Regions from separate parts of the Mus musculus genome. Here region 2 is linked to region 1. Evidence: chromatin contacts called from public HiChIP or PLAC-seq data. All regions are on one chromosome and are shown on one strand. Each heading gives the region's core, a stretch centred on a gene start, on an enhancer-like site or on the middle of the called end of the contact. The rest is flanking DNA. Distances are from core to core; before and after follow the strand shown. Region 1 overlaps Gm32231 (a long non-coding RNA gene). Region 2 holds the start of Dubr (Dppa2 upstream binding RNA).

The links. HiChIP or PLAC-seq counts read pairs in DNA pulled down with a chosen protein or histone mark.
Region 2: a contact with region 1 is called in an H3K27ac HiChIP or PLAC-seq map of embryonic stem cells, with 8 read pairs. The contact joins the promoter of Dubr here to the enhancer-like site in region 1. A contact is called at or near these places in 6 of 39 promoter capture datasets (the C10 cell line, liver, neural stem cells and 1 more), 3 of 484 Hi-C or Micro-C datasets (bone marrow-derived macrophages and embryonic stem cells), 8 of 115 datasets of contacts at active chromatin or transcription factors (acute myeloid leukemia, bone marrow-derived macrophages, embryonic stem cells and 1 more) and 1 of 9 other capture datasets (embryonic stem cells).

What each region holds. Positions count from the first base shown.
Region 1 is chr16:50,480,268-50,486,164 of GRCm38.p6, forward strand. Gm32231 (a long non-coding RNA gene) reads left to right here. Exons shown (of 3, transcript XR_384894.2): 2 at 1-7; 3 at 1,149-1,428. Among named protein-coding and RNA genes, the nearest start is that of Gm32231, 4.3 kb to the left of the region's middle. Within about 2 kb of position 2,719, at least 20 of the 459 cell types and tissues checked have an H3K27ac peak or open chromatin away from gene starts, as enhancers often do. A contact at or near this core is called in embryonic stem cells, where this site is marked.
Region 2 is chr16:50,729,482-50,735,378 of GRCm38.p6, forward strand. Dubr (Dppa2 upstream binding RNA) reads right to left here and starts at 3,292. Exons shown (of 2, transcript NR_028300.1): 1 at 2,937-3,292.

The sequences.
Region 1 (5,897 bases), core at 1,469-3,968:
TCCCCAGGTGAGTTCCCACACAGGGAAAGGGTTATGGGTATCTTCCTTTGCAGATAACTTGCGGTTGAATACATATGTCTAATGCATGGATTGAGCATCACCATCTACTGTTGCTTTTCACCCAAACCATGTCCTCTAGCCTGGCCTTTATCAACAACAATGATAAAAATGCCTTGGTTGCTCTCTGATGACATAGTGTCTTTTGTTTCAAAACTCAAGCGAGGAAAACAGGAGTGTCATCTATTGGGCCTCTACAAACTTCAGAACATGTCTCGGTGACTAATTTTCTGCTAGGCTTCAGTAAGGAAAATGGTGAAGAGGTAGCCTAAAGGTACACAAGAGATATTGCGGAGGGCCTCTGCAGGTACATACCACAGAGAGCACAGCCTACGGGAGAAGGAGAGGATGTCAAATTAGAGGAGCTTGGCAAATAGGAATTGATAACTGCTTTATTTCATACTTTAAAATGAGTAGTTTTCACCCTGTAACACAATTGGAGCATTTCCAGTGGCAGGCGCTGCCGTCAGCACGCAGTGACCTAGCACTTTCAGCCATCACCCAAAGGTCTGAATAATCTAGTTTTAGATTATCCTCAATCTACATCTATAGTTCCTACATTCTATTTCCACTATAGTGGTTTTAAAAAAATATTTGTTTTTAAATTATGTGTATGTAGGAGGGCCAGTATGTATATGTGAGTCCAGTTGCCTGAGACGATAGAAGAGAGCACCCCATCACCTGCATTTGGAGTTACAGTCAATGGCCATAAGCTGTCCAAAGTGGATACTGGGGACTGGGTTGTGGTTTCTTGCAAGAACAGTACAAATGAATACTTCCTGAGCAGGTCTCCAACACTATTTCCTATATATTTAATTCATAGATATACATTATGTCTAGTAAGGGTTTATGTTTTACAGCTATAAAATAAAAGACTTTTACACTTGTATTTAAAACAAACATGGGAAGAGGAATTCTCAATCCTAATTGCTGAATGTTTGAAAATGATCCTTCTTAGCTGTACTTAAAAGAAGACATTACTGATTCCAAATATGTGATGCCCAGCCCATAGTGGTTTCATTGTGTTGCTCTGAGTTTGCCATGGGGACTCCAGACACAGCTTTCTAAAACTTCTTGCTACATTTGTCCAGATTCACAGCCTACACTGAAGCCAACAAGACCCAAATTCCAACCACAAAATCTCTTCTTCCTGCTATAATTTATTACCTCAGTTGAAGACAACATCAATCCTCTGAGTCACCATCCTTCATCACCGCGGCCCTCCCCTCCCCCTCCATCTTTCCCTATGGTATGCAGCCCTGGGAGCCTTGCTGGATCTACGCAAGAGCTTCTTTGTTTCCACTCGGGATCCCAGCAGCTCTGAATGTAGCACGCCATGGCTCTATTATTTAGATGATTCCTGTCTACCTCTTCCAGACCATCCCCAACATTCTGAGATTTCTAGAGCAATCTTGCCAAGATAAAAATGTAATCATGTCACTCCAGTAATCAAACCTATGTAGTCTTCCTGTTATCTACAGGATCACGTTTGCCTATGTTGTCTGGCTTGGTGGGGGTGGGGTGGGGTGGGACGAAGAAGCAACTAATAACGTGCTAAAATATATGAATAAAAATAAAATTGCTAGGAAGTATATTGGAAGAGGTCTGAAGCTGATTATCGTTTGTCTTTTTAGTTGTATTCCCTGTACCTCCTTTCCCTGGTATTCATGAACTTCCTCTCCCCAGGGATCCTAGTCTCTTGTGACAACTGGATGCTCTTTTCCATCTGTTTCAGTCTTACAGTCACTCCTGCCAAGGTCAGCACTCCTTCGTCAGCATCTCCTTCTTTGTGTGACCTTGCTGAGAGCGCTGCCACTCCCCAGCAGCTTCTCCTAGTTACATCTGGAACCACATTCCACCCTGTATCATTGACACCATCTATATCCCCCAGCGTACCCTCGACTCCCAGCCTTCGCCAACCCGATTTCTCCTGGAGGTACCACCTTCCATGGACAATGTTGGGTTGTGAGCAGCTTCCTGTGGACTTTCCGGTCAAACCTGGAACACAGCAGGGCAAGGCTGCCCGGAGATTTCGCCTGAATGAGGCACCTTCTATGGCTTCCTCAGGGTGCCCCAGTAGGATGGCGCTCCAGTTGTTCACAGCAGAAAACTGCTCGGTAATGCTACTTTTATTACCATTTAGCAGGCTTCCTCATCTAACTTCCTCACTTCCCTCCTGCTGCGTTCTGTGATCACCCCCCAAATAAATGCAAACGCATTCTTGTCTCCGGGGTCCGCCAGTGGGGAAGCCCAGTGTCTCTGCAGTTAAGACCGGCTGCTTAGCCATTTCCTGTTAGAGCCTCATTTACTTTGAGAACTCTTTACTGGGAAAAACCCCTTGGTGTCAGGAACTGTGTCTTCCTCTGTATGTTTCTTCCAACCTGAGGTAAATGTCCAACGTCTAAAGATTGAAGGAAAAAATGTTTCAATAAAGAAGAAAGTCAAATCCAGGAACGTACAAGAAGGAAAAAAGTTAAAACCTTCAAGGATTTCCTCCAGTAAACCCTGTGACTGCCCTGTCATTCCCTGGGAAGCTGCGCCCATGGAGAAGAGAGTTATCTATCTGTAGCCTCCCTTCCCCGCGTTTCCCAGTTAGCTCGAGTTGAGAGTCAACTTTTTCATGTATCTGTGTGCTTCTCCTCTGGCGTCTATGATCCCTGAAGACAGGCCTTTGACCATGACTCTTAATAATAAAAGTCCCTCACCTGCTGCCTGGCACACAGTATGTGCGGATCCAAAACCCATCAAAAATCAAATAAAATCAAGAGAAACGAAGCACCTGAGAGGGCTTTATATAGTTTACATAGTATTTTATTTTATATAGTTTATTTTTCAGTATTCATCTATGCTAAGCACTTCTATACCTACTCTAGGAAGCCAAAATAGCAGAGTTCACAGCCATTGCATGAATTAAGTTGAGAGCATCTAAATTAGTTTTCTACTGTACTTAAGCAACAACTTGAGCAATGGCTTCCTTCAATCATGATGGCAAGAGGAATGTGGAATGCAAATGAACTTCTGAATGTCCCGACTGTAGCCTTTTCCTCCGTCCTGGCTTCACCTTCTGTCCATTTTACCCATCCCCTCTTCTGCAGCATTCATATACATTTAGCCATTTCTCTTTTTTTTGCCCTCCAGAATAGGCGATCTCCAGATCTTACAATTTTTCCTGCAACCAGAAAGTATATCGGGCCCAGCTGTGTGTTCCCCTGGCTTCTGTAGACATAACCCTTTAAAAGTTAGCTTAAAGGAAGCAAAATAACATGAAACAATGTGTGGGGGATTAATACTGGTGTGGACCAACCTCTACAATGAGGAAGGAAGAGGAGGAGGAGGGAGGAGGAGGAAGGGGGGAGGAAGAGAGGAGGAAAGAGGAATGGATGATGAGGAGAGGAGGAGGAGAAGAAAGGAGGAGGGGATGAGAAGAGGAAGCAGAGGAGGAGGAAGAGAAGAGGAAGAGGAAAATAGGGAGGAAGGAAGATGAGAGGGGAAGGAAGAGGAGGAGGAGAAGAAGGAGGAAGAGGAGGAGGAGGAGGAGAAGGAGGAGGAAGCAAAGAAAAATAACTTTTAGGATTTCAGTTTCTGTTCAGTCATCAAGTCCTGGTAGGGCAGAACTGCTTCAGCCTGGCCCTAGGAAACGTGCTGATCTCCTCAGCCAGTAGCATTAGGAGCCAAGAAGGACGAAATTAAAGACCAGTCTGTACTCCTAAGTAAAGACCATTGCTTCCCTAGATGGTCCAAACGTCTGAGTTAGAGAGAGGATTAAAGACAGTTGAGTAGATTGTGGGTGTGGCTATGGCTCGGAGACTTGTGAATGGAGTTGTTTCCAATGGGCTGGGCACACTAAAAAAAGGCAGACACAATGCAGTCAGGCATAATGGAAACCATGCTACGAAAAACTGTTCACTTAGGATGGCAGGTCCGATATCTGTAAAATACAAAGTCAAATTTGGAACTGAGTAAATTCAAACCTGACATGATTTGTATACTAGTATTAATGAACAGTAGCACACATAGTTGGTAAGGAAGACACAGTGTCTTTGAATCACAGTGTGTTTTGAGTGCTCTCTGATCAGTATGACAACCAAGAACAGGAACATGGCAGAGAAGATCTGCAATCCATGTACGTATCAGTTTGTTGTGAGACCAGTCAATGAAAAAACGAAAAGAGATAAAAAGGAAAGAAAACACATGGCTAGGTATGGCGGAGAAGAAAGTTTACTGTACATATGTGAGAATCTGGGAGAGCATAGCCAGAGGCAGACACATCTGGGAGAGTCGAGAGTAGTACGGGAGGAGAAGGGATTGGGTGGAGACAAGAACCAAATGCAATATCAAAGAGGCCAAAGGCACAAAAGGGGTGGGTAACCAAAATGATTGGATTATGTAGAGAAGAGCCTTGGCAGGAAGGGCAGTGCAGCCCCAGGGCTGAAGAGTCCAGGGTAGCCGGTGGGGTATGCCAGCTATAACTGATGAGGACTGAGGGATGCTGGGAGAATCCAGAGGCCCGGTACGCTTTGATATGTTAAATTGTCAACATAGCCATTTGTTTGGCTATGTTTGGCGCTTAACAACCAAGTAAGTTGCTGCTTTAAGCGAAATGAAACAAACAAACAAATAAACAAACGAACACCCTCTGCCCTCCAGTTTCTTGTTCAAAACTTACATTTTGAGAGTTCCACTCTGCACCTCCCATTTTTGGTAGTGGTAGGGAGCAGTTTTAGGGCCTGCAACATGCACACTGAGCAAGCACTCGACACTTAGCTACATGCCAAGCCCCGTTACTGATTTAACAGAGTGGAACATTAAGCCTAGGCTAGGCAGGGGTAGCCCTGTGCAACTCACATCTCCTACCTCACGACGCCAGGTCTGATTACCTTCCTCACAGCTCCTACCCCTCGAAGCTATGCCAGACTACCCTCCATTTATTGAGCTCCTTCTCCAGGAGGTTGTATTCCCATTCACTCTTGATTAAAGTGCATATGGAAACTCCGTTAGAACTCGAAGTTTGCAGTTGGAATTCACATTGTACCTGGCTGTGGTTTGAGCATTTCTGTCCCCCTTCATTCTCCAGTGGCGGCGTTGAGAAGTGGCTCCTTAAGAGGAGGAGTTTAGGTCACGAGAGGAAAGCTTTTGTAAATGGATTGACGTTGCTCCTGTGGGTGAGTTCCCAAGGGAGCAGGTTATGACAAGGGGGCGTCCACCCCTTGTGTTTTCTGGCTCTAGCACAAGTCTGTGTGGCCTTCTGTTTTCCTGTCATGAGTTGAGGCTTCACGAGGGTCGTTGCCGGATGACTCGCCAGCCTTTTAACTGGAGATCTCCTGAACGATGCATGCACACACGTGGACCACTTTCCTTTCCGCGAGGTCCCTAATCTTAAGTATTCTAAAATCGCAACAGAAATCAGACTGAGACAAAAACCAAGGGAGCTACTTACACGGAATTCTGTGATTTCTTAATACATGGGAGTCAACTCATTCCACCGTGGGAATCACCAGAGGTTTTGGAGGTAGTGCCGGTTCTTAATAAAACTTCAGTAATTAACCTTGGGAGGATATTCTCTAAAATCCTTTCCGCTTGATTATCAGTTGTTAAAAGCCAAGACCTGCTCTCGGAACTTTGAGGTTTCATCTGCGCACCCCCCAACCCCCACCAAGGTTTGGGAATGGGGGAGGAGGGCATTACTTATCCATTGCTTATTTTATTGTGGTCTTCCCACAAATCCCTCCCAGTTCCCTTGTTGGGGTTGAATCCCTAGCTTTTTGTATTCAGGGCCTCTCTCTAAACAGGCCTCTCCCCCTCCTCCCTGTAGACCTCCCTAGGACATAGAGGGAGGAGAA
Region 2 (5,897 bases), core at 2,042-4,541, 250 kb after region 1:
AAAAGGGAGACCCAATCCTGAGAGCCCTGAGCTGGAGGGATGCCAGTGTGGTTTGAGGGTTAAGAACTGAAAGAGGTGGGTGGAAAGGGCGTGTATAGGAGGCAGAGGCAGACCGTGTGAGAGCGCATCTCAGTCAAGGCAGGACCACAGTGTGCACGGGGGAGATGCTGGGAAGACCTGGGAAGACATTCTGACACTGTCCAGATTGGTGTGATGGTGTGGGCCTGGTGGGTAGCAGAGCTGACACTAAAGGACAGCCACACACAGCACGACTCAACTCAGCAAAGTAATTTTCCACCTACCGTGTTCCTTTAAAATGACCTCTTACTCATTTAAATTGACTTAAAACTTTTAACTTATTTATTAGAACAGTTAACTCCTCTAATGGCAAACTTGGGGTCTGGGTTGTAAACAGGCTATCATTCGGGATGAAATGAATTTAGGAAAATCCAGAAATTGGCTATTATCTTCTCAAATAGCTTTCTGCTCCTTCACACCATCTCCTGCCCTTCAGGGAATGTCATATCATGTGTGTTAGGTGCCTCATACTATTTTATAAGCTACCCAAACCTTGGCTATTCAACCACCACCACCACCACCACCACCACCACCAAAACAACAACAACAACATTTTTTCAATACACATTAACTTCAGAAAAATTCTAAGTTTAGTCAAGTATGCCCTGTGTACCAACTCTCTTGATAACCTCCGATGGCTCCAGTTATTTTCCTCAGTTCTAGCATTTCCATTCCATTCTTTCCAGATTATCTGTGTTTCTCTTGAAATTCTCTGCCTTCACCTATGAGATCAACCCTTAGCAAAACTGTTTACGCTACTTGGTGTGGTATTCCATGTTCCTTTTCTACAAATCCCAGCCTCTAGAAATCTGTTTCTTTTGATTTGTGATCAAGGTGATAGCGTAGAATTGTGAGAGAAGAAGTTTCCACTTTAAAAGGAAGATTTAGGTCAATTGGGTAATCAAATTAAAAAGACTCTTACACGAGATTCCCTCAAATTAATTGTAGGTAGTACATCAAACACTCACACATAAGAGGATGCTATAGGTGAACATTCTTGTGACCTTGTGGGTAGGAAATGATTATTTATAGCTTAGCCAAGGTACTCAATTTACCGGGGGGGGGGGGAACTACACATTTATAATAATCTAACAGTGAGAGAGTTAAAATACAAACTGCAGAGGAGAAAAATGCATTTGGTGGTGGAGCACAGTCAGAATTTATAAGTTTGAAGTCAAGTGTGACTGGCAATCAATAGACACAGCTGAAGAGCCCTTTACTAAAGAGGATATATTAGTGGTTAATAATGGCATGATTCTGCCATCAGTTAACAGAGGTTTTTGTAAATTAACACTATACAACCACCGGATGTTGGGGAAGGTGGAATACTGAGAATTCTTATCAGACCAGGCTAGTGTAACAGTACACATGAAAAGCTCGCACTGTAACTCTAACTGTAAGCACAGGAGATGTCTGAGCTATTCAACATACAGGCATATATATCGAGAGGTGTATTCATGTGACAACAGGTAAGATTAATATTTACCCATGTGAGCACTATTTGTAAGAACACGAAACCTGGAGATAAATGTACAGTATCACTAAGGGAAATTGGCCACACATTATTTGCTTACTACACGATTGGACTTTTAGAGAATGATCCCAACAGGCAAGTCTATAGGCAAGATTGTCGGTTGTTTGGGGCTTGAGGGATAAGGGCTATCTTTGGAGGGCATCTATGACCTGATAGTTATGGTCCCACAAAGTGAATATAAAAAAAAACCCAAATCACATACTTTAAATGGATGAATTGTATGGCTTGAACCATATCTCATTATTACCATTATTAATACAATATTTTGTGTATATCCAAAACACTGGAGACCACACAACATAAGAGTAAAAGAATATTTTTAAACGACCCAATTGCGTGAAACAGCATGCATAAACTCAAATACAGTGTGGAATGAAAGGAGCAGGGCACTGCAGACTATTGGATGGATAACTATTATGACAGAAAGAACAATTAGAATACTTAATGCTAAGGCAGTGTCTATATTTAGCATGAGTGTGCTTTCTTTGTTACGGACTGCGATGAAGGAGGCTTGTACTAGATTATATCATCTAGACTGTTGCCAGAGTATGTTTGTTTAAGTACTGAACTGCATTTGTAATCGGCATACTATTTTCTGTGCTGTTTTTCAACAAATGTTAAACAGCTTCAACAACCTAGTTGTTCAGTAAGTGGTCTTACCAAGTGAGCACTGAAAAAAAAAGAGGGTTAAAAGCATACATAAAGCTTTTCAAGTTGTTTTAAGTTTGTTGGGATTATGTAGAATTTCAACATTCTTCTATACACTTTTCAGTATGTTTTAAATGATCACACTGGACATATCACAGCAAAAGAGACATTATCAAAACACAATAGTTTACCTTTTTACACTAAGCCAATTTATCCAAAGTGTTGGACTTTACTAGCCACGGAAAGTGACCGATTCAGAATAAAAGACTAGCCGGTTTGGCTACTGTTCTAAGAGGTTCCTGGCGGTCTTGACTGGTAACCGGCCAGGGGAGGAGGCGCAAACAGGTACGTGGGATTCCTGGGCTGGTGTTCAGAACCAGGTGCAATCGAAGCCTGGGCATCCTTACAGAAACTGGATCCTTTCTGCAAGCACCAGAGACGCGGCGCCAGCTCCCAGAAAGTGAAGGATTTGCCTGCCATCGCAAATCTGCAAGCGTTTAAGGCCGGCGGCCGTGAGTGGGTGTTTCCTCCTCCTATGCAAGGTTGTGAAAGATGAGTACGTGACAGATTTCGCTCTTCCTGGGGGGCGGGGGTGGGGTGGTCACAGAACTGGTAACTCTCTAATTGGCGACTCTCCAGAGGAATCTTAAAGCACGTAAAGTTTTTTTCTTTTTACCTGGGCTGGCGTTGGCGGGTAAAGAGCGGGGTGTGGCCGGATGCCTTCCGCGGCTCAGGATGCCCTGAACGCTCAGGACGCTCGCACTCTTGGGGCGGAGTCCACTCTGTGTCAGGACACAGTCCCGTTGGGACAAGAGGAGACTCGCATCCCTTCAGCCGGCTTAGAGAAGCGGGAACTTCTTCGGACTCGAACAAGGTGCGATGCCACTCCGAGCAGCCTACGCGGAGCAGTTTCGCCTTTTTTCCATCGCCGGGATCTTCACCGTTCTGACAGGTCTGCCCGTTGCTTTGCAACTTTGCTAGAAGCGCGGCCTGGGTGCGGCTGACAGCTCTACGCACGCGCGGTGCCGGTCCACGTCCCGCCTACCTTAAGGCTCCTCCCACAGAGCAGGTCACGCCCACCGCTTAGCTTTGGCTGCTGGCTGAGCTGCGGCTAGGAACCAGTCGCCGCTGGTGCTGTGGGCGGAAGAACACACACTGGATTCTGAATTAGTTGTGAACAGTGTCTACCTTCCCCCAGAGATAACATCCATACTAGACCTGTGTAAGCGGCGAGATCCTGTGCTTCAACCTAGTTTCTCAGAATAAGCGATTTTTCTCCATCGGGGTTTCTCAAGCACCCGTGGTGGTAGAGATTCGGGCTAGGTGATCATACAATGTGTCCATAAGGTGAAGTGACTTAGTATTTTGCAGCATCCCCGATTTCTAGTCTCTGGGTGGCAGCTTCAATCTCCACCCCTCTTATCTCCCTGATTCTGAGCAACAAGAATATACTCGAATTCTGCTACGTATGTGCCCATATTTGACTACAGGCTTAAAATACAGCAGGGGTCAAGAAATGTAACAAGTTTAGTAACCTCTATCTGATAGAGTTAATATGATTTAATTTCCTCAGTTGTTCCAAAAAATATTCAATTTTTACTTTATCGTTTGTTGGTAGAATTTAAATCTAGGATTAAGTTGATTACATAACACATTTAGATGTCAATTATCGGTCTTCATTCCATTTAGTTCAGTTCTCCACCCCCTCTTTGCTGTTTTCTTGACATTGACTAGGATGGGTCTCCTCCCAGAGTATCCTTCACTCTCTCTATTTGACTGTTTCTGCATATTGGTAAGACTGGTGGAAATTTTACCTAGATGATTTTTCGGTTTTCAAATGACTGTCTACCTATTCTAACAAGATAACTTTATAAAATTCCTTTTCCTCTTTACTTCTAGGGATGTGAGATACCACCTATGTCAATTTCTACACTGTACATGAGTCCTGATCTATATAATTTTTCTTTTCCACATTGATTAGATATTGTCATATTCGAAATTTATCCTTTTTAATTGTAGTCTGTGCAGCGTATTGCAATGTCTGAAAGGGCTTAGGCCTGCCTCATTGCGGCTTGCTTTTACATTATTTTTTCCCATATAAACAATAGAATATAGCTTCATTAAAATACTTTTGGAGAAACGGAGAATAATTTGATGTGCTTTCCCATTGGAGAACGGAATTTATCTTTCCTTTTATTGAAAATCCAGTTCTGTGACATTCAACAAGACTTTCTAGTGTTTTCCATATAGGATGCTTACATGTCTTGCTTATAGCGTAGTCCCTTTTGCATCTGCACTGTAAAAGAGCCTCATCCTATCTCTTCTTCCTCATGAGTGCTTGTTGCCCCAAACGACGACCATAATTTCTGTATGTAATTTTATATCTTGCTGTTAGGTTTAATTTGTTGCTGATTCAGGAGCTTGTCATCGGAGAACATCTTGCTTTTATGTCATTGTAGCCGTTATCCACTAAAGCTCAGACTGCCCTTGCTTGGCTCTTCTTACCTGACAGAGCTCCAAGGGTCTCCATGCGAGCGTCCTTCCTTCCTGAGGTGATATCAGCTCCCGTGTCAGCTCCCAGGCTTATTCCGGGGTGGTTCCCACTGTGTTGTTCCAGACTGAAAACCAACCGTTGCCCAGGGAGCCCTTACAGCTTCTGAGGCAGCCAGCTGACTGCAGCCTGTGAGCTTCAGGATGCTCATTGGCTTGGCATGGCTTCTGACTCTTCCACAAAATATTTAGAAAATATGTAATTTTTTTAAAGAGAGAAAAATAAAAGCCAATTTGTGGTAACAGTAATCTTCTACGTGAAAGATGATAGTATATTTGCTTACCCAATATTTTATCTCACCTCCTCTCTTTCAGGCTGAAAAGGATGAATCCTGCATTGTATGATGGTTTGCCTTTCCCTAGTAAAATGCCAAATGTGGTTAATCTATTAGGATTTGTTTCATGTTGCTTAGTCAAAAATAAAATTAAATAAATCTGCGGGAAAAAAACTATTGTTTTTAAATATATTTTTGAGTGGGATAATTAACTTATTTATTTATTGTTTTTTTTGTTTGTTTGTTTGCTTTTTGTTTTTTGAGACAGGGTTTCTCTGTATAGTCCTGGATGTCTGGAACTCACTTTGTAGACCAGGCTGGCTTTGAACTCAGAAATATGCCTGCCTCTGCCTCCCAAGTGCTGGGATTAAAGGTGTGCGCCACTATGCCTGGCTATTTATTTCTTTTACCATTTATTTATTCACTTTGCATCTGATTGCAATCACCCCTCTTCCCAGTCCCCTCTCTTATGACCCCTCCCCTCCCCATTCACCTTTCCCTCTGAGCGGGGGTGGGGTGGGGCGGGGGAGTCTCCCTTTCTTATCAATGTACCCTGGCACCTCAGGTCACTGCAGGTATATCCTCTCCCACTGAAACGCATTTATTTCAGTTCCTAGTTTGTATTGATGATCTCTCATTTTTATTCTGAACATTCTTCAGCTGATCTTAAAGATTATTGTTGTGGGGTTTTTTTTCTAGAAATTCTCAGAATCAACTGAGATTGATATTGAGATTTAATAGATAAAATTTTCAAGGTCAGAGGATTTTTTAAGTTACGTTTTGATGGCTGTGGTTTCTGGTTTTATAATATA